3 separate regions of the Mus musculus genome follow, and all the other regions are linked to region 2. A link is a contact called in public Hi-C and HiChIP or PLAC-seq data. All regions are on one chromosome and are shown on one strand. The core of a region is the stretch at or near the end of the contact, and the rest is flanking DNA. Distances in the headings are between cores, read along the strand shown.

What was found. HiChIP or PLAC-seq counts read pairs in DNA pulled down with a chosen protein or histone mark. Hi-C and Micro-C count contacts between places; a contact is called where the count stands out from the background.
Region 1: a CTCF HiChIP or PLAC-seq map of CD8 T cells shows a contact between it and region 2, with 6 read pairs. The contact joins two enhancer-like sites. A contact is called at or near these places in 1 of 15 datasets of contacts at CTCF or cohesin (CD8 T cells) and 1 of 115 datasets of contacts at active chromatin or transcription factors (embryonic stem cells).
Region 3: a contact with region 2 is called in a Hi-C map of nephron progenitors, with 4 times the contacts expected there. The contact joins the promoter of Gpat2 here to the enhancer-like site in region 2. A contact is called at or near these places in 1 of 39 promoter capture datasets (the HPC-7 cell line) and 3 of 484 Hi-C or Micro-C datasets (embryonic stem cells, large pre-B cells and nephron progenitors).

The regions. Positions count from the first base shown.
Region 1 is chr2:127,311,645-127,316,264 of GRCm38.p6, reverse strand. No RefSeq gene overlaps it. Among named protein-coding and RNA genes, the nearest start is that of Gm46762, 22 kb to the left of the region's middle. Within about 2 kb of position 1,539, at least 79 of the 459 cell types and tissues checked have an H3K27ac peak or open chromatin away from gene starts, as enhancers often do. A contact at or near this core is called in CD8 T cells, where this site is marked.
Region 2 is chr2:127,181,477-127,186,242 of GRCm38.p6, reverse strand. No RefSeq gene overlaps it. Among named protein-coding and RNA genes, the nearest start is that of 1810024B03Rik, 24 kb to the left of the region's middle. Within about 2 kb of position 3,317, at least 362 of the 459 cell types and tissues checked have an H3K27ac peak or open chromatin away from gene starts, as enhancers often do. A contact at or near this core is called in CD8 T cells, the HPC-7 cell line, embryonic stem cells and 1 more, where this site is marked.
Region 3 is chr2:127,423,749-127,428,034 of GRCm38.p6, reverse strand. It overlaps Gpat2 (glycerol-3-phosphate acyltransferase 2, mitochondrial), which reads right to left and starts at 2,836. Exons shown (of 22, transcript NM_001081089.2): 1 at 2,814-2,836; 2 at 664-794; 3 at 429-542. The coding sequence starts at 726.

The DNA.
Region 1 (4,620 bases), core at 290-2,789, 130 kb before region 2:
CTTCCCTGAAAGAAACATATACAATGTCTAACCCCTTCTCCTAAGGTCTCAAAACCAGACTGAGGCACCATCTCACCAAAGTTCACTCTGGAGAAGCAATGAGTTTAATGGACTTCCTTATAAGCCATAGATGAGGGGCTGCTTACAAGGGTGTGTCCCACTCCCTGCCCCCTACTCCCACCCTACCTGGAAAGGCTTTACCCAGCAGGGATGAGGACTTCGCTCCCCATATACTCTAGTTCCTCTCAGAGGCCACATCAATTAAGACAGAGTTGCATATGTAACAGGTAGTAGGGAGCAACTGGATACTCTGAGGGAGGTTTCATGATCTCTCCATGAGGGACAATCATTTTGTAAGAAGGCACAGTTGGACTCCCCAGGATAGTGGTTGTTTGGTTCAGAGGACGGTCACTCAGACCACTGATCTAAAAGAAAACCCAAGCCAAGCTGGAAAAAGGATGCTTCAAAACTAGGGTCATAGCTGGGCAGTGGTAGCTTGTGCCTTTAATCCCCGCTCGCAGAGGCAGGTTCGATCGAGGCCAGCCTGGTCTATGTAATGAGTTCCAGAATAACAAGGCTACACAGTGAAACCTGTCTCAGGAAAGAAAGAAAAAAAAAAGGTCTTAGTGTACAATGTTGTCTCAAATATAAATAATAAAAGAGAAAGGTCTAGATTCTATATGAAACTGAATAGGAATGGGTTTCTGATGGGAGAGTCTGGTGTTAAGCCAAGTGAGAAGCCTTGGTCCATCAGATGGCTGATGGTGATTTGGGGAGCTATAGGGACTTTCAGGGACTCAACCCCTCAGCTGAGTAGAGAAGCCAGGTTAGAAAGCTGTGCCAGAAAAACCCCATGTAAGTCAAAGGAGTGGGCTCTTGCGGGCAGAAGGCCTTGGTGACACACTGTAGGCTCACAACATCCCCTCACCTTCACATATACACAGACACAAACATACAGACTCACACACACTTACATGCACATACACAAGCACATGTACTCATGCACACATGCACACACACTTGTACACACACCTGCCCATCCTCTGAGACTCCTCTTAGGCCTTACTTCTTCCCAGAAGCCTTTGCAGATGCCCAGGCTGAATCAAAGGCTTGTCCCTGAGCCACCCAGAGCCTAGGTTCTGCCCCTTTTAGGCTTTATTCTATGTCCACCCACCAGGGCTCCCTGACATCGGGGAGTAGGCCTTGGCAGTTCTGCTTTGTCACACCAGCTAGTGCCTGGATGTCACTGTTTTTCCATTCATTGGATGGATGGACAGCCCACTCTGCCTGCCTCGGTTTATGTTCAGGTTCACCTTGAATACCAGGCTTCCCTGGGGAGTCAGGAACACTAGTTAATCTCAACCCTCTGAAAGGTCACATCCCGTCCTTCTTTCAACAGACACCCTCTCCCCTGCCCCAAGCCCAGGGGTCAGACCATGCTCTGAAAGGGAGCCAAGCAAGGCTGGGGGGGGGGCTGGTTATCAGCAGGATGTGATGACACCCACACAGCCCAGGGTCTTTTTCCACAGCTAAGAACACACAGTGCCAAGTGGCCCCTTCTGCTGGAAGCCACCTTATTTTTCACACCCCCCTCTCTGCTCACATCCTGTTTCCGACCCTCTGACAAAACTGGGCCCCACGCCCTGGGCCCCCACCCTGCCTCCTGGGTTTTCACGTGGCTTTTCTGAGGTAAAGGCAGGCCACAGATCTCTTGGTTTTAAGCTTCTTGGTGGCTTGAGGAATTTACTGCTGAGGTGACAGTCTCAAATGTGTCTAGTGTGGCCACTTGGGGTAGCCTCCTCATAGGTCGTCGGTGAGGGTGAGAGTGAGGAGGGTAAGAATTAGGTGAAGGCTGAAGATACAGGCTGGAAGCTAATGGACACTAACACACTGTATGGCTTCAAGCAGGATCTTTTAGCAGGCTGAAGCTCCCTTGGGCTACAGGAGTCCCGCAGCGGTGGCCTCTTGGTGTGAGCCAGACCAAGAGAATCCACAGGATGGACCAGAGAGGCCTTTGAGGCCAGAGGACAAGAGCCTCCAAATCTGCTTCTTCCTGCCTCTACTATACAACATCCGCTATTTTCTATAATTCCCAGAAATCCATCCATAGGCCACTGTGGGGCCACTTCCCTCACACCAGCCCTTTGACTCAGTTCAAAGAGACAGGAAGAGATGGGAAATGACTGGGAACAAAGGCCTGATACTTTCCCAGCAGGCCTGGCAGGACCCTGGGAGTGTCTGCTGCCCTCCTCAGGCAGCAGGAGGTTCGCTCCTCCTCTTCCCTGTCTCCCCTGGCTGATTCCACCAACCTCTCTCACTGCCCTTAGCTCTCTTCTCCTCGGCTTCTCTCCTTCCAGGGCAGAGTAGGAGAAGCTGCCCCCCCCGACTGTAGTCAGGCCTGTTTTGAGTATGGCTGAGGTTGATGGTCTCAGATCTCCTTGCTAAGTGAACAGTGTTCTGGTCTGTGTAGCTGACAGAAACATGTGAGTAAGTCAATCATATTGGTGAGCGCAAGCCATGAGCACATGGCCAAGGTCATTGTGTCCACCCAAGGTAAGAAGACATGTGAAACTCTAAATTAACTAAAGGGCCATCAAAAAAAAAGTACTTTTTCCATTGTTTGTTCTGAGACAGGGTCTCACTCTACAGCCTTGGCTGTTCTGAATTCACTTTGTAGACCAGGCTGGTCTTGAACTCAGAAGTATCCATCTGCCTCTGCCTCCCAAGTGCTGGGATTAAAAACATGTTGCACCACACTCGGCTAGATTTTTCAAATACTTTTATTTGTACATTAAATTATACACACACACCATATGAGTACCCTAGGAGACCAGAAGAGGGTGGTGGGTCTCCTGGCAACTGGAGGTTGTAAGCTCCCTTGCATGAGTGATGAGACCCTAACTGAAGTCTTCTGGAAGAGTAGTAAATACTCTTAACCACTGATCGATCCATCTTCAGTCCTTAGACAAAAGTTTCTTAGGACACAAAAACACAACATAAAAGTAAAAGTTGATAAATTGGTTTCCCTCAAAATTGAAGTCTTCTGGTTTTTGGAAAAGATCATAAAAACTAAAAAGTCAAGTCACAGACAAAAAGAGTATTATAAACACACATGCATGCAAAGGACTTTCACTCAAGATATATCAATATACCGCTTGACAAGGAAGCGACAGTCTGAAGATGGGCAAAGGCTGTGGAGAGGCAGCCCCTTAAAGGAGGTACAGAAAAGCAGACAACTGCCGTCATGAAGCATCAGGAAAGTGCAAACCAAAACCATAGTGAGACACCACTTCATACAAAAACAACAACGGAAAGGTAATGAATGGTGTGGAGTTGGCAGGAAAATATTTCTGGTATGAGTGTAGAATGGTACAGTTGCTTTGGAAAAAATTTGGTGGTTCCTCCAAATTTAACCAAATTCTGTGTTAAACACAGAATAACCACATGACCCAGCAATTCTAATCCTAGTTCTAACCAAGAGAACTGTAAGCCAGGTCCACACAACACTAGTATGTTCAGAATGGTATAATTTGTAGCAATTCCTCTCCTCTCAAAAACAAAAATAACCCAAATGACAAGCAACTTGGAAATGAATAAAAGGTAGCATAGCCATAAAGTAGAATATTACATGACTAGAAAAAAGAATGAAGCCAGGCAGTGGTGGCGCACCCCTTTAATCCCAGCACTTGGGAGGCAGAGGCAGGCAGATTTCTGAGTTCGAGGCCAGCTTGGTCTACAAAGTGAGTTCCAGGACAGCCAGGGCTACACAGAGAAACCCTGTCTTGAAAAAAAAAACAAAAACAAACAAACAAAAAACAAAACAAAACAAAAAAAGAATGAAGGTTCCAGACAGCTAAAGCTACAGAAAGACCCTGTGTCCAAACAAACAAAGAATAAAGTACAAATAATGGTGTAACATGGAAGAGACTTGAAAACATTATGTTAAACAAAATAAGCTAGGCACAAATACACATGCACAGATTGGGAGGTGGTTAGAATGAGAATGGCCCCATGGGCTCACAGTTCAATGCTTATGTCTCCAGTGGATGGAACTCTTTGAGAAGGATTAGGAGGTATGGCCTGGTTGGAGGAGGTTTGACACTGGGTTGGGCTTTGAAATGTCAAAAGTCTGGGCCATTTTCAGTTAGCTCTCTCTCTCTGCTTCCTACTTCTGGATAAGGATGTAAGCTCTCAGCTACTGCTCTAGTGCCATGCCTGCCTGCCTGCCTGCCTGCCTGCCTGCCTGCCTGCCTGCCTGCCTGCCGCCATGCTCCCCATCATGATGGTCATGAACTCACCCTCTGAAAATGTGAGCAACTTATCAGAGAGGCAAATTAAAGCATTAAAAGGACTGGTGGCAGGTTCAGGTGAGGAGATGGGATGTTGGAGTTCTCAAACTCTGTGGGGGACACACAATGGTGCCACACTTTGAAAGACAGTTTGGCAGTGCTTTTAGAGTGTTTTTAAAACAGCCCACCATACTATCTTGCCATCCCATTCATGGATATTTTACCCTAGAAATAATCTAAAATGGAGCTGAGGGTGTAGCACAGTTGGTAGAATGCTTGCCTAGCATGCAAAAAGCCCTGACTTCGATCCCCAGCACCCACATGGAGACTC
Region 2 (4,766 bases), core at 2,068-4,567:
TTCATTATCAGCTGGAATACTGAAGAAGTAGAATCCAACAGATGTGCTGGCAAATAAGTCAAAGCAGAGAAGAACAAGGAGGAAGAAGAGGAGGAAAAAGAGAAGGGGGCCGAGAAGGAGGAGGAGGAGGAGGAAGAGGAGGAGGAGGCCTTCCTTCTTCCATAGTCCTTATGTAGGCCTCCAGCAGAAGGTGTGACCCAGATTATAGGTGTGTACCACTTTGCCCAGATTTGAAACTTGCTGTAACCCTGGCTGGTCTTGAACTCAGAGATCGTTTCCCTCTGTCTCCTGGGACTAAAGGTGTGTATGACCTTGTCTGGATCCAAGCTTTGCATGGTCCCTAAATCTCAAGATCGGGATCAAGCCGGGCAGTGGTGGCACACGCCTTTAATCCCAGCACTCAGGAGGCAGAGGCAGGCAGATTTCTGAGTTCGAGACCAGCCTGGTCTACAAAGTGAGTTCCAGGACAGTCAGGGCTACACAGAGAAACTCTGTCTCAAAAAACAAAACAAAACAAAACAAGATCTGGATCAAAAGCTTGTGTCAGCCTTGCAGTGGTGGCACATGCCTTTAATCCCAGCATTTGGAAGGCAGAGGCAGATGGATTTCTGAGTTCCAAGCCAGTCTGGTCTACAGAGTGAGTTCCAGGACAGCCAGGGCTACAGAGAAATCCTGTCTCGAACCACTCTCCCCGTCACACACACAAAAAAGCTTGTGTCATCCCATGTCAACATCCAAGTCAGAAGCCGCAAGATCTGGATCACAGGTGTGCCCTCAATTTCTGGATTGCAGTTCATTCCAGGTATAGTCAAGTTGACTACCAGGAATAGCCACCACAACCAATATGCATAAATTAATACATGCTGGAAAATTACAAAGACATTCACCCTGTGTGAATTAAGTCCTTCTTCATAACGGTGATGCCCGCAGCTGACTCCTTTGAACTTTAGTCTGTGGTCTAGCTATTGGCTATCCTGTTTCGTCTAAGAGCATACACAGTAAGCTGCTCCTCCTACTCTGGTCTGAAGGCAGAAGGCATGCTCCACAGGCAAAACCCTTCACCTGTTACTGAAGTGAACAGTTCATTACATGACTCAAATGAGGAATTTTAAAACACTGGTGTGGTACAATCCTTTATCTCAATATTTTAAGAATTTTCATCCATAGGAAAACAAGGTTATTGCCCGGGGAGCATGAGACTGGGATCAAAGGTGCCTGAGTCAACATAGCTTCTCTTAGAAACAGTTCTAGTACAGGGAAGAAGATGCAGCTCTCCTAGAATTTTTGCACCTTCCCCAGAAGAAATCGCTCCTAAGTGATTACAAGATTAATTAAGAAAAATCTCTTTAATGACAGCATGCATTCAGCTCTGGCTAATGCTTAGAGAAGAGACAGCCAAGAACAGATTTTACATTCCACATATGCTGTCTCATGTAAGTCTCTCTTAGGTTCAGGCCCCAGGTTAAACAATTTAAATATGGACTGGAGACTGCAAGTCCCACAGATGGGAGATTTACACAGAAAAGATATAACCAGAATTATTTTTAAGTATACCAGTGCATTGAAACAGCAGGCCACTCTTTGGTGATGGGGTCCTGAGTTTGAGGTGCCGGAAGATGAGAAGGTTGGAAAAGTAGAAGAAAGCAGTGGTGGCAAACGCCTTTAATCTGAGTACTTGGGAGGCAGAGGCAGAGGTAGACAGATTTCTGAGTTCAAGGCCAGCCTGATCTACAGAGTTTGTTCCAGGACAGCCAGGGCTACACAGAGAAACCCTGCCTGGATAAATAAATAAATAAATAAATAAATAGAAGAAAGTATCAAAATTGTGATGGGGGTGTCTTGGATAGGCTGTCTATGCCACACAGGCTTCTGGAGAACAGCATCTTGTATACTTCTTACAGGGGGAAAATGGAACAAGATAGGAGACTTCTATGAAGTCAGCACAAACTACTATACAGTGAGAAAACCACAGGAAGGAGCTAATAAAAGAAAGCTGGAAAAACAGGAAGAGAGAATCTCTCAAAAACGTTCCTGACCAAGCCCACACTGGACTCGGGACTGATAACCATAGCCGCATGTGGTGGGATCTCAGGGTCTGAAGCAAGCCATCCCCGAAGGCCCTGGCCCCAGACCTCCACCCGCTCTCCCAAGCACCGTCCTTGCTTTAGAGAAGGAGCTCTATTTTATTCCCAGCACTTCAGGGCCTTAGGGGAAGCTCCCAAGCCTGAGCCCCAGGTTGGCATTGGCTCTGGAGACCTAGAAGGAGCTGTTCTATGCCTTGCTTGACCAGGCCAGTCCTCACCAAACAGTGTTTTTCCTTTTCAAAGAGTTATCACCAGCTGTAGTCTTGCCCATGTGACAAAACGATGCTTTTCTCAAGAAGAAAACCAGACCTTTATGGCACACCAGGCCTTAAAGTTGGTTGTGGCCCTATATTGCCCCTTGGAGCCACTTGTTAGAGACCTGCTCTTTGAAGTCAGGATGGGGCTAATTCATGATTGTAAAGCAGAGTTGTCTCCTACCTTATGGTTTGTGGACAAATGTCTGGACAATCCCGGTAAACTACCACATGTATTCTAGCATCCTATTCTCCAATCGGCCTTTTTAGCATAGCACATACCTGTGTGGAGTTTTAGGGGCAGTCCTCCCTCACCTACATTCGACTTGCCGCCACTACAAGCATTAGTCGATCCTTTACATCAATTTTACTCTTCTACATCACAGCTTAATATTTGAGTGCTATCCGACACACGAGATGCCTTTTACAGGCTCCACAAAATTAACTCGAAATGGGACTTATACCTAGCTATAAAATGCCTAAATGCTAAGGCCAAAACTTACAGAAGAAACTATAGAAACAAGGGCTCTCCAAGTTTGGCATCCTGCCAAGGGTATTTCTACACAGAAGCCCTTTCCCCAAATGCTTTGTGTAGATGCAGCCACCCTAGTGAGATTATTCCGAGCCCACAGCCGGGCCCAGGGAGAGAGAAGGACCACAGGGGAACCTCACAAGTAACAGCTTCTGTCAGGCTGCTGTTTACCACAGAGCCCCCTGGGCTCAGCCGCCTGCTCCTCCCTTTGTGGGAGACTGCCCTGCACTTAACGTGTCGGAACTTCTGGGCTTGCCTGAGCTCCCCGCACCCAGGAGCGGCACACAGAACACATCAAGCAGAAACATTCAAGACTGCTAGCTAAATTTAAAAGAGGAACTTGCAAGATCGCACCCGGAAGAGCCCGCCTTCTCTTTTGGGTGGCAGATCCGTCTGGATGTCCTAATTGGCTAGTGAATCTGGAGTGACATACACACCACCCATTGGATTAGAGTGTGCTGAAGGGACACAGCGGAATAATTCCGGGCACAGGTTGCCAGTCTGAGGCCAGTCCTTTCCCGGATCTGTAGAAATTTGCATTTCAGTACCACCTTTGTCTTTCTTCCAATTGCTTGCCGGTCTTTTTCCCCCACCCTGGTCAGGGGAAGACCCACAACTCCAATTTGCTCTTGGCTAAGTTACCCGCTTCTCTCCACTGTGGGCCACATTGCAAATTTGGAGCTTTCCAGAGCTCCAGTCACAACACTCAGTAGGCACTTCCGCTTCTTCCTTTTGGAATCATTGAGACTTTACTTAGGGAATGTTGATAAGTTCACATATAGGTTTGCCTACCCCTATGCATGCTATGTTAAATCCTCTTCTGAACTTGATCACAAGGTAAAAGCAGAGATTTTTAAGGGCATTCTTAGCTCAAAGTCATGCAGAAACATACGTAAATTATAAAAGTATTGGACAGAAATACCTCTAGAATGTTCATCTTCTATTACAAAATCTTAGCTAACCATCCAGTAAATGACGCTGTAAAAGTAGATGGCTAAGGAGCTCTTTGTTAATCATTATCTGTGATCTAACCAATAAATGTATCAAAATATATAGATACAAAAATGTATCAATGTACAGAAAGAACAGAGAACACTAATGCAGAGGACCAACCTCACCTAGGTCTGGGTTCCTAAGAGAAGGGGTGTTTGAGAGCAACAGGGAAACAAGCAACTTGAACTCAAATCATGGGTCCAAGCTGCTGGCTTATGTTCTGCTGAGATAGCATTCCAGATGAGATGGCTTCCCAGACTGCTTTCTCTGTGTCTGTGTGCTCTAGACTGATTTTACTTTCTATTCTAAAACCTCTGTGGTTGAGACAGCTAGCTTTCTGCGTGAGACAGCTCTCTCTGCTAGTAAAAATTCTAAACGCTCTCTGGATAGCTCCTCAGTTTTCTCACCAAAGTCAGAAAAACTGATCTAAAAAATTCTTGGCTTTTCCAATCAAGTCAAAAATACTGTTAGAAAAATTCTAAAAGTAATTCTTGGGTTATCAAAATCAGAAAGGAAAAAAAAATCTGCTGTGTTCACTCTTCACATAGCCTTCTCTGGATAACTGCTAGAAAACATTTTAACAGAGCTCTGTCACCTCTCTAAGTAATTCTTGGAATTTCTAACCTCAGACATTAGAATGTTAGGAAAAAATCTTGAAGAGCTGTGTTTGCTTTCCAGAGATATCCAGATAGCTCAGCTCTCATTACAGAAAAAACACTTTAAAAAGTACTGCAGTATCTTCCTGCTAGCTCATCATATACAGATCAAAAGCCTGGGTTTTTTTTATTACATATGAATTTGGTTATTTATTCCAGGATCCCTTTTGATTATCCTATGAATCATCTGCCCATAACCCCAGCTCCTTGATACTTAAGAGACAGCAAGTACATTTTATTTATTTAT
Region 3 (4,286 bases), core at 1,587-4,086, 240 kb before region 2:
GTTGCCCTCTTAGAGCTAAGCACATTAAGGCCCTGAGTAGGGGTATTACCTCATCTGGAGAAGAAAATGTGCATCTTGAATCTCCATTAGAATGCTGAGCCTTCTTGGTACCAGCATATGATACAGACATGCAAGAGATGCTGAGTGCTATGGGAGTCTGAGTGGGCACTGTTCCCAAACTGAACAGAGTCAGTTATATTCCAGCCTTGTGGGCATAGCCTAGCTCTCCTGAGGCCTCCTACCCAACTCTCCTAAGCCCCATCCCAACAACAGACCCCACTATATCCATTCCTCTAACAGGCAAAGGCATGCAGCAGTGAAAGATGAGGCTTGGGAAGACGAGAGGGAGGCAGCTGCCCAGGATCCTCACTCCCAGGACCAAGCCAGCCTAAGATTTCCAAGGGAGGCCCATCCCTACCATCACTTACCCAGCTCTTAGGAGTACAGGTCTGGCAGCAGCGGCCCATAAAGGGGCGATACTTTCCCAGGAATGGAGTGATGGCCTCCATCTTCATCCCAAAGCTTGAGGACCAAAGGCTGGTCTGGAAAAGGGCCACAAGAGAGGTGATCGAACTCAGGGTCTTTGACAGAATGAGGAGCACATCTGGAGTGGAGGTCACAGAGGGCAAGTGGGAGGGCAAGGGTGTAAGAATTCCACACTACCTCTTGACCATTGTGGTTACTCCTCTGCTGGGTTTGGGGGTTGGATTTCAACATGGTATCCATGAAGGTCTGTAAGATCAGTGAATCAAGCACTGTGTCTCTCTCCACACAGACCTGACCTAGAAAAAAAACTAAAAGAATGGAATCTGATCCATAATCCAAGGTTTTGTGGGGTGATGCCAGAGTCTACCCCAAGACAGACAACACTTAAGCCATCAGCAATGAGGACAATTGCCAGGAGACTGGAGGCAGTCTGATCAAATCCCTGTCACTGACCCAAGTGGTCCCTCCAGGAAGTGAGCTGTACTTGAAAAGTCAGGGGCTCCCTCAGGCAACATGAGTGGCTATCTTCCATCCACATGCCCCAATGTGTTCTAACAGCAACTGTGATTGTAATGGCAACGTAAGGCTCTCCGTGTAGAAGGAAAAGCCTAGGCTGGGCTGGATTATACCAGCAAGAAGAGGATACAAGGAAAAGGATACTCTCTCCATAAACCTAAGTCCTGCTGAGCAGCCCTCTTGCAGAACCTCGGATCCATTATGCTTCTGTGGAAGAGAGACTCCTGCCCAAAAGGGTCCCCTACCCTGATCTTCCACCATGTCCATGGTGAACAGACTGGCCTAATTATTTATATTCTTTTTATTCCCCAACTCAATCACATTAACTGCACGCTAGCCTGAGAGTGCCTTTTTGAGTTTTGAGACCACAAATTGTTAGTTCATGATACATCTAGATTCTTCTTTCTCCATGAGTTCCAGGGCCCAAGGCAGCCAGAAAAGCAGCCTTGTGGAGCCCTCGGGGTTCCCATCTCACTTCCCTCACATCATCTGAAAGTCGTCCTGAGGGTAAGAATTGCAAATAATTCATGTGTAGACCCAGCAATTAAGTGGTATGGAAAGGGCCCAGGAGAGCCAGATGCCTGTGGCTTAGTTTCCAGGGTTCCTCTGGTGCTCCTCCTCTGCCCCTTGGTGCTATTTAGCACCATGAAGCCAAGCAGTAACCGGATCCTGATTGATGTATACACAGGCCCTGGAGATCTCATTTCAGATGCATCCCCTACTTTAAAAAATGTTCTCACAGCCCCATTCAGACCCTAAGCACAGAGAAGCCCAAGGTCAAGGCTGCAATGTAAGGAGGCCTGCCTCCTTTGCAAGGAAGACGTTTGACACTCCTCAGCTTGAGACTCCTAACCTCAAAATCTAACCCCACCGACCAATGCTGGCCCTAAAATAACAGATTAAAAGACAAGGCATGGAGCATTCTCATGAGCCAATTAAGCCAACTACCTAGCTCATGAAATCCAGGTCAGTTGGGGACAGCTCACTCACGCTTTTTAAGACACTGTCTTGCTATTTTGCCCCGACCAGCTTTGAATTCTCCATCCTCCTCCCTCTGTTTCTCAAACACCACTATTACAGACACATCTGGCAAGCAAGATCCCTAAGTGAGGGCCACTGGCAGTCTGTGTAGATGCACACTCTTCCCCGAGGGCCAGTACAGTTCACAGGCATCTTCTCGCTGACTATATGACGTGCTTAAACATTAGGAATTAAGGCCAACGTTTAAAAGCAGAGAGCTTGTTATATAAAGAGCGGGGGTTTCCAGCTGCTGCTGTAAAAATAACTTTGAGATGTGGTATCTGAGCAGATACCCAACAGGGCCTCGGCTCGGGGGCGCCCAGAAGCCACGTCCCTTCCACTCTGAGTCCTCCCACCCGCACTACACAGGTGGCACTTGGTGCCTGGCTCTTATGTAGCTCTTCACCAAAGGCTAAAATGCAACACACACATCCCCAATGTTCCTGCCCTACTAACCATCACAGAACTTAACTTTAAAAAGTTCTCAGCTGCAGCAAATACCCCTACGCCTGCAAGGAAGGTTCTCGCCAAAACCAAGATGGAGGGCAGGGCCTGTCTCCGAGGCGGCACCGGAAGTCCATCCTTGCCTGCTCTCTGAGTCTCAGGTGCCACAAGCCAAGCAAAGGGCAAAGTGGGGCTCTCCAGGGCCACCAGCTTGCCTCTGACTGTTTGTCTGTGAGACACGCCCACCAGCCCGAGTTCCACATCAGTCCCTGCCTGACCCAAAGCCAAGCCCAGCCCAGCCCAACCCAGCCTGGTCCAATCCGGCACACGAGTCTCAGGAAGCTCACCTCACACCAGCCGCCAACTCCCGCCAAACAGCCGTGTGACTGAGCCGACGAAGCCGGAAACTGGGCTCTGCGCATGCGCCTCAGCAGCTGAGGGGCCAGCCAATCAGAACGCGCTCTAGGCTCGAAGCCCCATCCCTTGACACCCTATATGCTCTGCTGGACTTGCTGCCTGTACCACATGATCACTGCTCCCTCCACGCCCATCACCCACAACTCGCTGCAAGTGTTGAGAGTTTGTTGGGGAGAGGACATTCTGGCTTAGGAACCTGCTTGTCCTAATCTGGAAGTGTGGAATGCAAAGGACCCAAGGAGGGGAGTCTTAAAAAGGATGTGGGGAGGATAGTGTACACCTCTCATCCCAGCACACGAGAGGCAAAGGCGGATGGATCTTTGTGAGTTCGAGTCTAGCCTGATCTACATAGCAAGTTCCAGGTCACCCAGAACTACATAGTGAGACTCTGTCTCAAAATAAATTACGTGTGTGTGTGTGTGTGTGTGTGTGTGTGTGTGATCTATATATGTGCATGTGTGGCTTTGTGGGGGTATGCACATGTGTGGTCAGAAGAGGGCTTGGATCTGGAATTGGAGTTAACAAGAGCGCAGTGGTCCCTCACGAGTCCCGGGAACTAAAGACCCATAGCAGAAGGTGAGAACCAATTACCCCAAGCTATCCTTTGACCTCCTCACTTGTATACACAAAATAAAGACGTGTGTTTTTTTAAAGGAGAACCTGAGCTGAGCACCAGCACTTATCTGTTTTCTGCTTCCTGCCAAGCTATGATGTGGTCAGCAGCCTCATGGTCCTCTGCCATGCTTTCCCAGCCAAGATGTCCAGTGCCCTCAAACTGTGAACCACAACAAGCCCTTCTTTCCTAGAGTGGCTTTTGGTCAGCTGTTTGGTTACATCAACAGGCAAAGTGTATAAAGATGAGAGTGGGGTCATTTAGGTAATCGGCTCTGAGCACTCTAGGAACAAAGGACATATGGGTTCCTTCATCATTTCACTGTTGCAGCAAGCCACCAAGAGACCAGCCCTGAAAGGTCTCCACAGGACCGGGAAAGTGACTCAGCAGATAGGAGTTCATATTGCTCTTCCAGAGGACCTGAGTTCAGGGTCCAACAACTACATCAGGTGGCTCACAGCTGCCTGTAACTCCAACTTCAGGGATCTAGCACCCTCTCCTGGTCTCCTCAGGTAACTACACTCATGTGCACATACCCACACACAAACAAATGTTTTAAAAATAACAACTTTAAAAGGTTAGTGCAATATAAAATAAATTGGGGGGAGGTATTCCCTGTACCCCCAGCCCACGTGACAGCCCACTGACCTCCAGTTTCAGAACCTGTGAGGCCATGGGTCCCAAGAGCTGGCTCTTATTCCTAACCTCTACCTCTCCTCCACCGACATTCCCCTTGAGGGTATAGCCACTGTGTTCCCTGCTTTGTGCCATTTTGTGTCCCTCAAGGCCC